3 separate regions of the Mus musculus genome follow, and regions 2 and 3 are each linked to region 1. A link is a contact called in public HiChIP or PLAC-seq data. All regions are on one chromosome and are shown on one strand. The core of a region is the stretch at or near the end of the contact, and the rest is flanking DNA. Distances in the headings are between cores, read along the strand shown.

Evidence for each region. HiChIP or PLAC-seq counts read pairs in DNA pulled down with a chosen protein or histone mark.
Region 2: a FOXA1 HiChIP or PLAC-seq map of pancreatic cancer cells shows a contact between it and region 1. The contact joins the promoter of E2f2 here to the promoter of Ncmap in region 1. A contact is called at or near these places in 1 of 115 datasets of contacts at active chromatin or transcription factors (pancreatic cancer cells) and 1 of 9 other capture datasets (embryonic stem cells).
Region 3: an HNF4G HiChIP or PLAC-seq map of pancreatic cancer cells shows a contact between it and region 1. The contact joins the promoter of Lypla2 here to the promoter of Ncmap in region 1. A contact is called at or near these places in 3 of 115 datasets of contacts at active chromatin or transcription factors (astrocytes, memory CD8 T cells and pancreatic cancer cells).

What each region holds. Positions count from the first base shown.
Region 1 is chr4:135,396,143-135,399,912 of GRCm38.p6, reverse strand. Ncmap (noncompact myelin associated protein) reads left to right here and starts at 1,686. Exons shown (of 5, transcript NM_145555.2): 1 at 1,686-2,030.
Region 2 is chr4:136,170,308-136,174,077 of GRCm38.p6, reverse strand. E2f2 (E2F transcription factor 2) reads right to left here and starts at 1,804. Exons shown (of 7, transcript NM_177733.7): 1 at 1,040-1,804. The coding sequence starts at 1,297.
Region 3 is chr4:135,970,495-135,974,264 of GRCm38.p6, reverse strand. Lypla2 (lysophospholipase 2) reads left to right here and starts at 1,671. Exons shown (of 10, transcript NM_011942.1): 1 at 1,671-1,747; 2 at 3,300-3,405; 3 at 3,626-3,657; 4 at 3,746-3,770. The coding sequence starts at 3,328.

The DNA of each region.
Region 1 (3,770 bases), core at 437-2,936:
TGTCCCCAGCCTGCCCATCACCTGAAGCACCTCATTTCTAGTCCTTGCCATAGTAGCACGGAGCTGAAGACACATAGCCATAGCCATAGCCACACCTGTCTTGGAATTAGTAAACAATGGATCAGAATTTGAACCCAAGGCCATCTAACAACTGAGATCTTGTACCCATACCCAGAAGAGGATCTGGAAACATCCCAGAATGTCCCTAAGAGACCCTACTCTAGTTCAGAGCCAGGAGTGCCCCCTACCTTGCCCTCCTCCATCATGTGTGGCCACTCCGTCTTTGGTGAGGCAGTGAATCATGCATGGTATTGTCTAACAGCATGTGTCAACAAACCCACGACGGAGTTTCCTATCAAAGTACAAGTAACTCTTCCATGGCTCTTGCTCCTTCGCCCGCTTGCTGTGTGAGACTGAGTAACTGCTAGATCCTTGGACTTCCATTCACAGCTGCGATTGAACCATTGTTGGGAATTGCGCTGCCAACTGTAAGTCATCAATAAATTCTTTTACTATATAGAGACTATCCGTAAGTTCTGTGACTCTAGAGAACCCTGACTAATACAGAAGTTGCTTCACACTGAGCCATGGAAGCAACTCAGGGGCGCTCGGTCCAGACCCAGTCACTTCCTGGCTCTACTCCCAGTCTGCCACTTTACCTTCTGGGGACCTGAGGCCCACCTTGTCTTCCTGGTACTTCATTTCCCTGTTTATACAAGGATCTCTTAAATCTGGTTGTGAGCCTACCGTGTGCTGGAGAGACCGTGTGGCACCCGGAGACCGTGAAGATGCGCACAGCCTAGTTGAAAGTGGGAGTGCTGTTTTTTATTTTCGTTGGTGAAGCAATAATTCTTTTTTTTAAAAAAAGATTTTATTTATTATAAATAAGTACACTGTTGCTGTCTTCAGACACACCAGAAGAGGGCGTCAGATCTCATTACAGGTGGCTGTGAGCCACCATTTGGTTGCTGGGATTTGAACTTCGGAATAGCAGTCAGTGCTCTTAACCGCTGAACCATCTCACCAGCCCAATAATTCTTTTTTTAAATTTTGTGTGTGCATGTGTTCATGTGGGAGGGGATGGAGTTAGAAGCAATCGTGCCTTTCCTGATGTGGGTGCTGGGAACTGAACTTATGTTAAGCTCATCTTCTAAGCCCACCCCACCCTCCGTGCTAACTTTTAGGCAGGAAACAGGGAATTTTCTCACGCTTGCTAGGCAAGCACTTTACCCACTGACCCATGCTAGCTGAAACGTACTATGTTTTCGGAGCCAGCCTTGAACTTGCAGCAATCCCCTTGCCTCTGCTGCCTGTGTACTACTAGAAAATTAGTTTCTAATCACGCTCAGGAGGAATTTCTGTCACCTGTAAACTGCCAGTCCTCTGGTCCTCGGATCCCACAGCTGGTCCACACTTTCACTCCATCAGCTCGCTTCATCCGATTCAGCTCTCCGTCAACGCGAGGTCCCTTCCTCCTCTTTTGTCTTCTCACAATTCCAACCTGGAAGAAGTGGGTGCGGGGGGGTGCCAGACCTGAAGTCCCCTGAGCGGCAGGAGGAGAGAGCGACGTGGGGACACTGCGGGCGGGGCGGGAGCGCTGGGCAGGTGATGGGGGAGGGTGGTCACTAGTTGGGAGGGATGGGGCGGGACAGGACCCGGAGGCGACAGCGGCGGCTGCAAGAGGCGGGGCTGGGGTGTGGAGCAGGTAGGGCGCAGGGCACGGAACGCGGGGGCTTGGAAGGACAGCGCACAGGGGCTCAGGCCCGCGGAAGATAGCTCTCCGGACCCCCAGGGGTCCCCAGCCTGGCGCGCGCCTTGGCGTGAGCCGGTAGCTGAAAGGTCAGCAACATCTCCCGGTTGTCTGCAGACACCGGTGCACAGAGGTGTTCAGGGTGCAAGCTGAGAAGCACCCCGAAGCTGGGTGCATTCGGGGCTACATCTCTGGCATGCGGAAAGCTGGTGGTTTCCTTGTCCGCTCCTACGAAGTCACAGGGAGCGACCTGGACTCCCGGAAGAAAAGCCTACGAGAGGTAGGAGCCTTGAACTCCCCTCCCCCTCGGGTCCTGAGCTCTCCTGGTTTATAAACTGGGCATCCAGGAGAGCACGCTCCTTCCGAGGCCCCAGGAGCTGTGCAGTCCAATGAGACCAGCACCCGGAAAAGGGGCCCGGGCTCGTACCAGAGTCAATAAGCGAGATGTTGAATCAGCCGCTCCTTGATAGTGGGAGATTCCAGTCCCGGGTACCTTGAGGTGGAAGGAAATGGATTCCTGCCTCCAAAGGGGCTGGGTGGGGAAGCTCTGGGGTGCGGGAGGAAGATTCTTCTTGGAAGAGGGGTTGGGGGATTTGAGAAGCTGCGAAAGGAGCAAAGAAGCCGGAGTGGAGTGGTACCCAATCCGAGTCTCCGCCTCGGCCTGGCTGGCTGTCGCCTTGAGGCAGCCTCTTCTTACCAATTCGGTTTCTTGTACCTAAGTGAAACTTTCTTGTATCTAAACGAACCGGTGATTTGATTTTATGTAAGCTATTCCTTTTTGCCAGACTGGCTCCTTGGGGCCAGGGACTGTGTCTGGTTCACAATTGCCTCACCAGCTCCAGTAAAGCTGGGCTCGTAGTTAAACCAGGGGCTTAAGAGTGGCAGCAGCATTGTGGAGCGTGGTGGCGCACACCTTTAATCCCAGCACTTGGGAGGCAGAGGCAAGCGGATTTCTGAGTTTGAGGCCAGCCTGGTCTACAAAGTGAGTTCCAGGACAGCCAGGGCTACACAGAGAAACCCTGTCTCGAAAAACCAAAACAAAAAACAAAACAAAACAAAAAAGAGTGGCAGCATCGGGTGGAGCTGGGCACCTCCTGGTGTGTGTGGTGAGCAGGCACAGGCGGCTGAGCTGGGCTTGAAGATAGGCTCCCCTGGTCTCTGTGGTTGGGATTGCCCACCTAATTCCTAATTCTCCAACTGGACTCATATCACCACCTGAACTGTAGCTCAGGCTGGACACAGGCTTGTATATAACAGCAGTAAACACTATCCCGAGCCTGTCTGGTTCTGGTGACCTCCAGGTGGCCATGTGATAACATGAGTAGCAAAGATCTGACGAGGATTGAGGCTGGTGGGAGTGCGGGCATCCAGAGGGACAGAGACAGGGACACGGTCCCCCAGAAAGGCAAGGTCAAGGCCTCTTGTAGCACTTACTTGGGTCTTGCTTATGCCTGTAATTTCAGTACTCACGAGGGTGAAGGGTGAGGCTTGTCTCAAGTTCAAGGCCAGCCCAGGCTAGATAGTAATACAATCCTTAAAAATAAGTAAATAGGGCTGGAGAGATGACTCAGAAGTTGAGACCACTGACTGCTCTTCCAGGGGTCCTGAGTTCAAGTCCCACAACCATATGATGGCTGACAACCATCTATGATAAGGTCTGGCGCCCTCTTCTGGCTTGCAGGCATATATGCAGGCAGAACATACATACATACATACATACATACATACATACGTACATACAGCGAACCCACCTGTGTCTCACTGTGAACTCTAAGTGAACAGGGAGGAGCATGGATGCTGAGTGCCCCCCTCACTGTTCCCACCCCCAGCACTGCAGGGGACATGTAGACACTCGGGGAGTTTTCTGTGGACTGTAGACCTGCGCTCTTGGCTTTGAGGCAGTCCTGGCAGAACTGTGATTTTCTTCACCCATGTCCCCCCAGCTTAGGGGTACATCCTCTCATTCATCTGAAACCTCTGCTTCTCCCTATGCCAGTGGCTCTTCTCAAATAACAGCCCT
Region 2 (3,770 bases), core at 555-3,054, 770 kb before region 1:
TGTCCCTAGACTTACCATACCCTACAAATACCATCTCCCCTCCTTGACACCTGCTTCCAAACCTGGAACTAACAGAGGAGACAAGCCAAGGAAGATATATTTTCTAGAAGAGGAAAGGTGGGGCTGGCGAGATGGCTCAGTGGGTAGAGGAGTTTGCCACCAAGCTGAACAGCTTGAGTTTGATCCCCAGGACCCACTCTGAAAAAGAAAACCAACTCTGAAAAGTTGTGCTCTGACCTCCAAACACAGTGTGGCACAAACGGTCCCATCCCCCACATAAATGTAATTTTAAAACTTTTTTTTTTTAAGAAGAGGAAACAGAGGCCCTGACATCCAAATATACACAGTGAAGACCAGAGCTGAAACCAGCCACCCCAACCCTCCCTCTAACTCCCTCAGGCCCTTTCTCATCCATTCCCACAAACCCTGTACTACAGCCCAAACGCCACCACACCAGGCCTTCCCTGACAACACATCTCTCACTCGCGAGGTCACAGTCCATCTGAACAGGAAACCCAAGAGACGGACTACATTTGCATTGCTACTGGCTATTTCGGACGATGAGCAGGCTGTGGGGAGGACCTGAGGACAACACTTGAGAAGGAGCTGGCTAGACAACTCTGGTCCAGATACCAGGCTGGACCAGAGACCTGGGAGACCTATGCGGATTTAAAGTCACCAGGAAATCCCACAGGCCAAGCCCCTGGCCTGAAAAAGCAGGTGTTGGTTCTGGCGTAAACAATGAAAGAATGAATGAACTTAAGCATCGTCGATGCCTTGGAAGCTTCCTCAAGGTCACGCAGGCGCTAGGGGCACTGGGCTAGGTCTCCAGGCTCCCCTGACCAGTGCTCATTGCAGTCCGCGACAGCAGGCGAGATTACTTCACGGAGTCGGAAAATGAAAGGGTTCTCTCTACTGCCAGTCCCGCTTCCCCACCTCAACCAGCTGTAATCAAGCCGTAGGGCGTCCCAAGCACCCTCTCTCCTTTTTCCCCACCCAGACACGTATACGGGAAGTACAGGGGGTCCCCCAGCATTACCGGCAGCCGGCCTGCGGGTGCACATCGCACAATTTGGCCCTCGGGTCCGTGGGGAGTGGCGTCGAGGCAGGTGCCCAGCGCCACAGAGGAAGGCACCGTCTGCGTGTAAAGCGAAGTGTAGTAGGTGGTGGCGGTGGTGGCCGGGCAGAGCTGGGGGCTGCTCAGACCCGAAGGCCACAGCTCGGTGGGGTTCAGCGCCGGCAAGCTCTTTGTAGGTTGCGCCGTGGCCGGAGCCAGGGTCCGCGGCGCGCGCAGCATGGCGAGTGCGGCGCCCCCTACCCACTCGGGTCTGGCGCGCGCGCGCGGGGCACCTGCGGGCTTTGCAGCCGGCTGCACCGCGGACGCCGGGAGCAGCCGCCAATGGACGCCCGCCGGGCAAGGCCGGACCCTCCCCTCCTGGCCCGCCGCCCAGCGCTGCCGAGCTCGGAGATCGCCACTCGGAGATCGCGTGGCACAGGTGGCACTGCCAGGAGTTGGCCCGGTCCGGCTCGTGCCCCGAATATCTGGGCGTCCGGAGTCGCGCCCGTGCGTGAAAGCGTCCCGGAATGCCCACGGACCCCGCGGACACTCGTGTGCTCTGACCCGCGAAGGGTGTCCTGTGCGCCCTGCTGAGCTCTGCGTTCACCCCTCTAGTTCCCGTCCCTTGCTTGGACTCCTTTTTCTTTTCTTTCTTCTTTTTTCTTTCTTTTTCTTTTTTTTTTCTTTTTTTTTTTTTTTAGCGCCAAACTATATGCCGCCAAATTCGGATCTCCCGCGGAAAATGCCGCGCCTCGATTGGCTGCTACAATATATATAGGCTCCTCCCACCCACCCACCCCCGGAAAGGCTTAGTCTAAGAAACAGCGATTACGACAGGAGCTTAGTGGCTTAAAGGGGCCGCGACATCTGCTGACTTCAGCGTCCTCTTGTAACAGTAGGCGAAACTGAGGCAGGAGGTGCATCTGGAACACCCAGCATAAGGACCAACAGTACAGCGAAGAGCGCTGAGGAGCGGACCTCTTTTCCTTGGGGGTGGGGCCAAACATTGAAAGAGAGTCAGAGTCGGGACCTGAGTCTTGACCCTCAAGTGCATTTCCCTGGCCACAAAACCTTTTGTTTTCGCTTTGTTGCTTAGTTAGGTTAAATCATTTATTAATATATTAATTAATATAACCAATATGTCCTCTTTCTCTTCAAATGAAACCCAGGAACCTGTTCCTCCAGGCTTTAATTGGCAGAGGGGCAGGGAAGGGTGGCGCCTCCCTTTTATGTTTTTCTTCAGGAAAAAAACTAACCTCTATTGAGCGCCTACTGTACGCCCGTACAGTACACTAAGATTAGACCATTATATATGTTATGTTGTTTAATTTATCCCATCAATCCGGAGAAGTGGGATGGGTAAGACCAGGGAGTCGGAGGGGCGGGATATTGTGCCTCGGGTCATTCACAGATTCGCTGATCTGAGAATTGGCAGTCAAATGTAGGACAGTCCAGGTCGGGAGTCTTTGTTCTAGTAAAGAGCTCCTTTCCACTCTCCCAAACTCTGCCCCGCCCTTGACAGGCACAGCGTGGGTGAGGGTCCAGAGTTTGTCAGGTCATTTTCCCCAACAGGACCCAGCACTCTTCCTTCCTGAATCAAACACCTCCAGGTTTCTTCTACACAAATTTTTGTTTGTTTGTTTTTGTTTTTGTTTTTGTTTTTGTGAGACAGGGTTTCTCGGTGTAGCCCTGGCTGTCCTGGAACTCACTTTGTAGACCAGGCTGGCCTCAAACTCAGAAATCCACCTGCCTCTGCCTTCCAAGCACTGGGGTTAAAGGCGTGCGCCACCATTGACCGGCCTAAACAATTATTTTACCACAACAGGAGGGGGGGTGGGCTGAGTCCCCGTGTTAAGACCTGATCAGATCATCACAAACCAGGTAGCCCAGGCTTTCTCTTCGACATTCTTAATTCACATCCAGTCCCCTAACCCTTTTGTGAAAGCTGTTTGACAAGATTTCTTCTCCATTCTCTGGGTCTTTTTTTTTTTTCTCTCTCTCTCTCATTCCTTATGTCGGAGTCACAGAGAAATCTCATGGCACAGTATATGCAAAGCCTTCGGCACAGAGCTTGGTCCATGAGAATCGACAGCTGTTGCTATATCAGACTTGATCTGGAATACACAGGCCTCTTTAGTCTACAGTAGACCACCAAGAGGTGGTGACACATGACTTTAATGCCAGCATGTGAGAGGCAGAGGCAGGTAGATTTCTGAGTTCAAAGACAGCCTGGTCTACTGAGTGAGTTCCAGGACAGCCAGGGTTATACTGTCTTGAAAAACCAATAAACAAATAAACAAACAAACAAAAAATAGTCTGCTATTTCACTGGTCCCTTAAGTCCCAGCTTAAACTTCTCCTCCTCCCGGAAGCCTTCCCTGCCTGTTTGCCCTCTCTCACCCTGAAGGCCTTTACTCTTTGAACGTTTATTGTGGTTTGCCTCAAGCAAGACTTGGCTTTCTTGCCTTGTAAATCATTGCTTTCTATCTAAGTTTTTTTCAATGCTCTCAGTCAAGTCTCTCTCTGAATGAGGCCTGGCTTGGCATGCAGAAGGTGGATAATAAGTGTTACGACTTGCTTGTGTGTCCGGCAAAGAGAGGCAATAGTGAGTGAGATTTGAAATCAGAAAGTCTAGGGATCCCTCACAAAGTCCTGCCCACTACGTCCTAGCTGAACAGCCCTGGGCAGGTCAGCTGTGGGGCCACCTCTCGGAA
Region 3 (3,770 bases), core at 422-2,921, 570 kb before region 1:
TATGCTGAAGGCCAGTCTGGTCTATGTAGCCAGCTCTGAGGACTGATGTCTTGAGTTCGTACTCTGACGTGTGCTCAAAACATGGATGCATGTCATTCACACGCAACACCCAACACATTACAATACTAGCTCATTTGTTCCACTAGCTCATTTGTAGCTCACAGGTAGCTCCTGGAACTGAGCCTGAAGATTGGAAGCGTCACTTGCCACTGTGGCTCATGTGAAGAAAGTACAGGGGCTGTATTCATCCACGGACCAACCCAGCAGGGTTCTGCAGGCACTGGGGCTGGTTAGCTGTGTTGCTTTCTTCTCGGTTTTTATTCCTCTTTCTTTTGTGATATCCGTTTCTAGGTCTTTGGCTTGCTGTGGTCCCTTGATCTCCATATTCTAAGCACCATCCCATGACCTGAATACAAGAACAAGCTGCTTCTCTGTCAGGAGGGAGGTGTTTTTGTTGATTGCCCAAGCTTGTATTGCTTTGGGTTCGCAGGGTGGGAAAAAAACAAAACCAAACAAAAAAACTAGTGTAGGTTAATCTGGAAGTCCTCTGCAGCTGAGGGGACCCCTGTGACTCATTTCCTGTTTTCTGGTCCCTAAAGGTTCTCTACAATTCAGTCCTTCAATTCAGCTTGTCTCTCAGCCTGGACTCCAAGTCCAATTTTCACTTTACCAGTGTGACTCAGTGGTGACCAAATGAAGCCCTTTTGTTCTTAGCTCACAGCTGGTGGCATTTTGTGCAGCCTGCAAGGCATCACTTGTCAAGGACAGTGCCGAGCCAACCCTGCCAGTGTGTCAGTATCCTGATACGGCCTACGGACTTTCCCAGGGTCCTTCTTCAAGTGGGTAAGGCCTCTCACACTGTGATTTTAGTGTTCAAAGCAAGTTTACGTGGCCTCCTTGAAGCTTAACAGCAAAGTGATGAAATAGCAGGTGGTTATTATCATTTTATAGCTGAGGAAGCCGGTCAGGAAAGAGAGATCACAGTGTAATCTTGAGGTCGATATATATTTACTTCCTTCCCCAAGCCTTAGCTTCCTCATCTTTAAAGATAAGAGTGGAGGACGGGGTGAACTCAGGTCTTTTCAGGTCAGGGTGTATAATGCTACAGCTTGAGAAACAGTATGGAGGGTAAACAAGAAGCAAGACGAATAAAGAGACAAATCTAAAGTACGACAGGAGACGTGTGGCTAAAAGCATTCACCAGTTTTGAGAGGGAAGCCAATCTCTGAGACTTCACAGAGTTCCACTAAAGTAACCATTTCACTACCTAAGCATACGATACTGCGCACTGGAGACCTAAGCAGTGAACTGTATCTTAATGAAACAAGACAGTGGGGAACATCCAAGACCACACCTGGAAGTGCACCCTGCTCCACGGGGATGGGAAGACGGCTAACTTTATGCTAAACAATACTGAGGAATGCCTCTCCTCCAGGACGCAGGTCCACCAGGAGGGCTTAGCTGGTAGGACATCTGGGAATCCAGTGCCATGTCCAGACGCTGTAGGTGGCAGCGTCGCATCACAGGGAGTGGTCCCACTGTGGGCAACATGGCAGCTTCTACCTGGAAAGCCGGACTCGCTTCCGGGTTCCGTACTGCTGGCCGGGCTACTTCCGGCAGCAGGATGGCTGGGTTCCCGGGACTGGAACGGAAGTTCCGGCGGGGGCGGCCGAGGGGGAAGAGTGTGTGCCTGTGCGGGAGAAAGGGGAGAATCGCCCGAACGGTCTCGGAAGCCACTGGGAGTGAGGTATCCAGGCGTTCGCTCAGCGAGGCTGCGAGGGTCCCGGGGTGGCGGTGGGGAGTGGCCGGAGGGCGCTGTCCAGTCCCGGGACGGCCGGGCCAGGGGCTGCGCGCGTGGCGGGAGAGCGGCTGCGCGCTGGGCAGTGGGAGACCCCATTGTGGGGCGGAGGCTTTCCAGGGTCAATGCCCCTTTGTGGGCAGGTGCGAGCCGTGGGGCAAGGCAGCAAATGCCACCGTAGGGATGTGATGACCCTGGCTCAGAACCCAAGTTCCCACTGTGGAGAATGGGAGACGACGGTCATCCTTTGGAGAGTGGGAGCCGGGTGGAGTGGGAGTCCCCAGAGCTTAGAAGGAAGGGGATCCTAGCTTAGGGTGTCAGGTGCATTCCCTGTGGAAAGAGGAACCCCAGAGTCAGAGGTGTGGAAAGATGCTATGTGATCATCCTACCGTGAGGAGGGGCAGTCAGGGTCAGAGCTGGAAGGTGGGAGCCAGCGGGAGGGCGGGGCGCCCTTAAGACACTTCAGAGGCAGGTAGCACAAGCTTCCGGAGTTTGGAGGATGCTAAGGATGGGGAGGGGCCAGGCAGCCTGATATTCTTTTGTGTTGGGAGTCCCAACACCTGTTCATTTGGGGACCCGTTTGGAGTCAGTGACAGCAGCAACAGCAGGTAGCCTTGTGGAACTGGGAAAGCTTAGAGCACCAGTTTTTGGTAGAAGATGGCAGAAAGGAGTTTGGCTCTCATGGGACATGGGTGGCTTCCAGAGGCCTCGGGAATTTCTTACTGAGCCAGACAGCTGAGAAGACTGGATAGGGGCTGGATAGGAGGGGAGGAGAGGGAAGATGGATAAGATGGGATGTGGGTGGGACTGAAAGCCTGTTTCCAGCGGTTTTCCTCCAGCTCTCTCTAGGGGCAGGACTCAGGGAAGGGGAATTCCAGGAAAGGGACACCTGAGACCTTGGAAAGATGCAGTTAGCCTTCGGAGACATAGGGGGAAGGCTACAGGGACCACCCTGCCTTCCCTTGCCCCTACACTTCCAACCCCTAAACCCAGTGCCAGCCCACCTGTACCATGCTTAGGCTTTGGGATTGGGTCAGAAACCAGGCGTGCCAGTTCTAGACCAAGTTCTCCTTCTCAGCCTTGGGATGGAGACTTCTTTCTTTCCTTTCTTCCTTCCTTCCTTTCTTTCTTTCTTTTTTTAATTATTTGGTTTTATGCACTTTGGTGTTGTGTCTGCATGTATGGCTGTATGAGGATGTCAGATCCCCTGGAACTGGAGTTACAGACAGTTGCGAGCTGCCATGTGGGTGCTGGGAATTGAACCCTGGTTCTCTGGAAGAGCAGCCAAGGCTCTTAACCGCTGAACCATCTCTCTCCGGTTCCCTGGGGCCAACTTTCTACCCCTCTGCCTGAGATTTCTTTCTGCCTTTACTTTCTCTCTGCTCAGAATCAAACCCCTGTTACTGCCCAAGGCTGAAGGCCTCCGGGCGGGCTTCTTAAACCAGGAAGGCTTCTCTCCCCTGGCTTTGCTTCTAATCTACGACTACCTTCTCTTGTGTAGGCCCAGCCTGCAGGAAGCCCTGCAGTGTATGTGTGGTAACACCATGTCTGTGCCCCTGCTCACCGACGCAGCCACCGTGTCTGGAGCTGAGCGGGAAACGGCCGCGGTAAGGGGCCAGCCAGGTGGTGGGTGACGGCTGGCTTTGGGCAATGTGGGAAACATGGAGGAGGCTATATGAGAAGGGTTTAGCCTGAAGCTAGAAGGGTTAATCATCTGTTGGCTCCCACCCCGGATCCTCTGGGTCTGAGGGGCTGGGGGAGTGGTAAGCTGGAGTGGGAGGTCTAAGGGGGACCTGCCTGTCTCATTTCTGACTGTTTTTTTCCCAGGTTATTTTTTTACATGGACTTGGAGACACAGGGTGAGTGAGCTGAGGGGCGGCCGTTCCTTCATTGGGTAGAGCTGGAGGGCCTTTGTCCTACACCATCGTCTCTTCTTCCTTCCCACAGGCACAGCTGGGCTGACGCCCTCTCC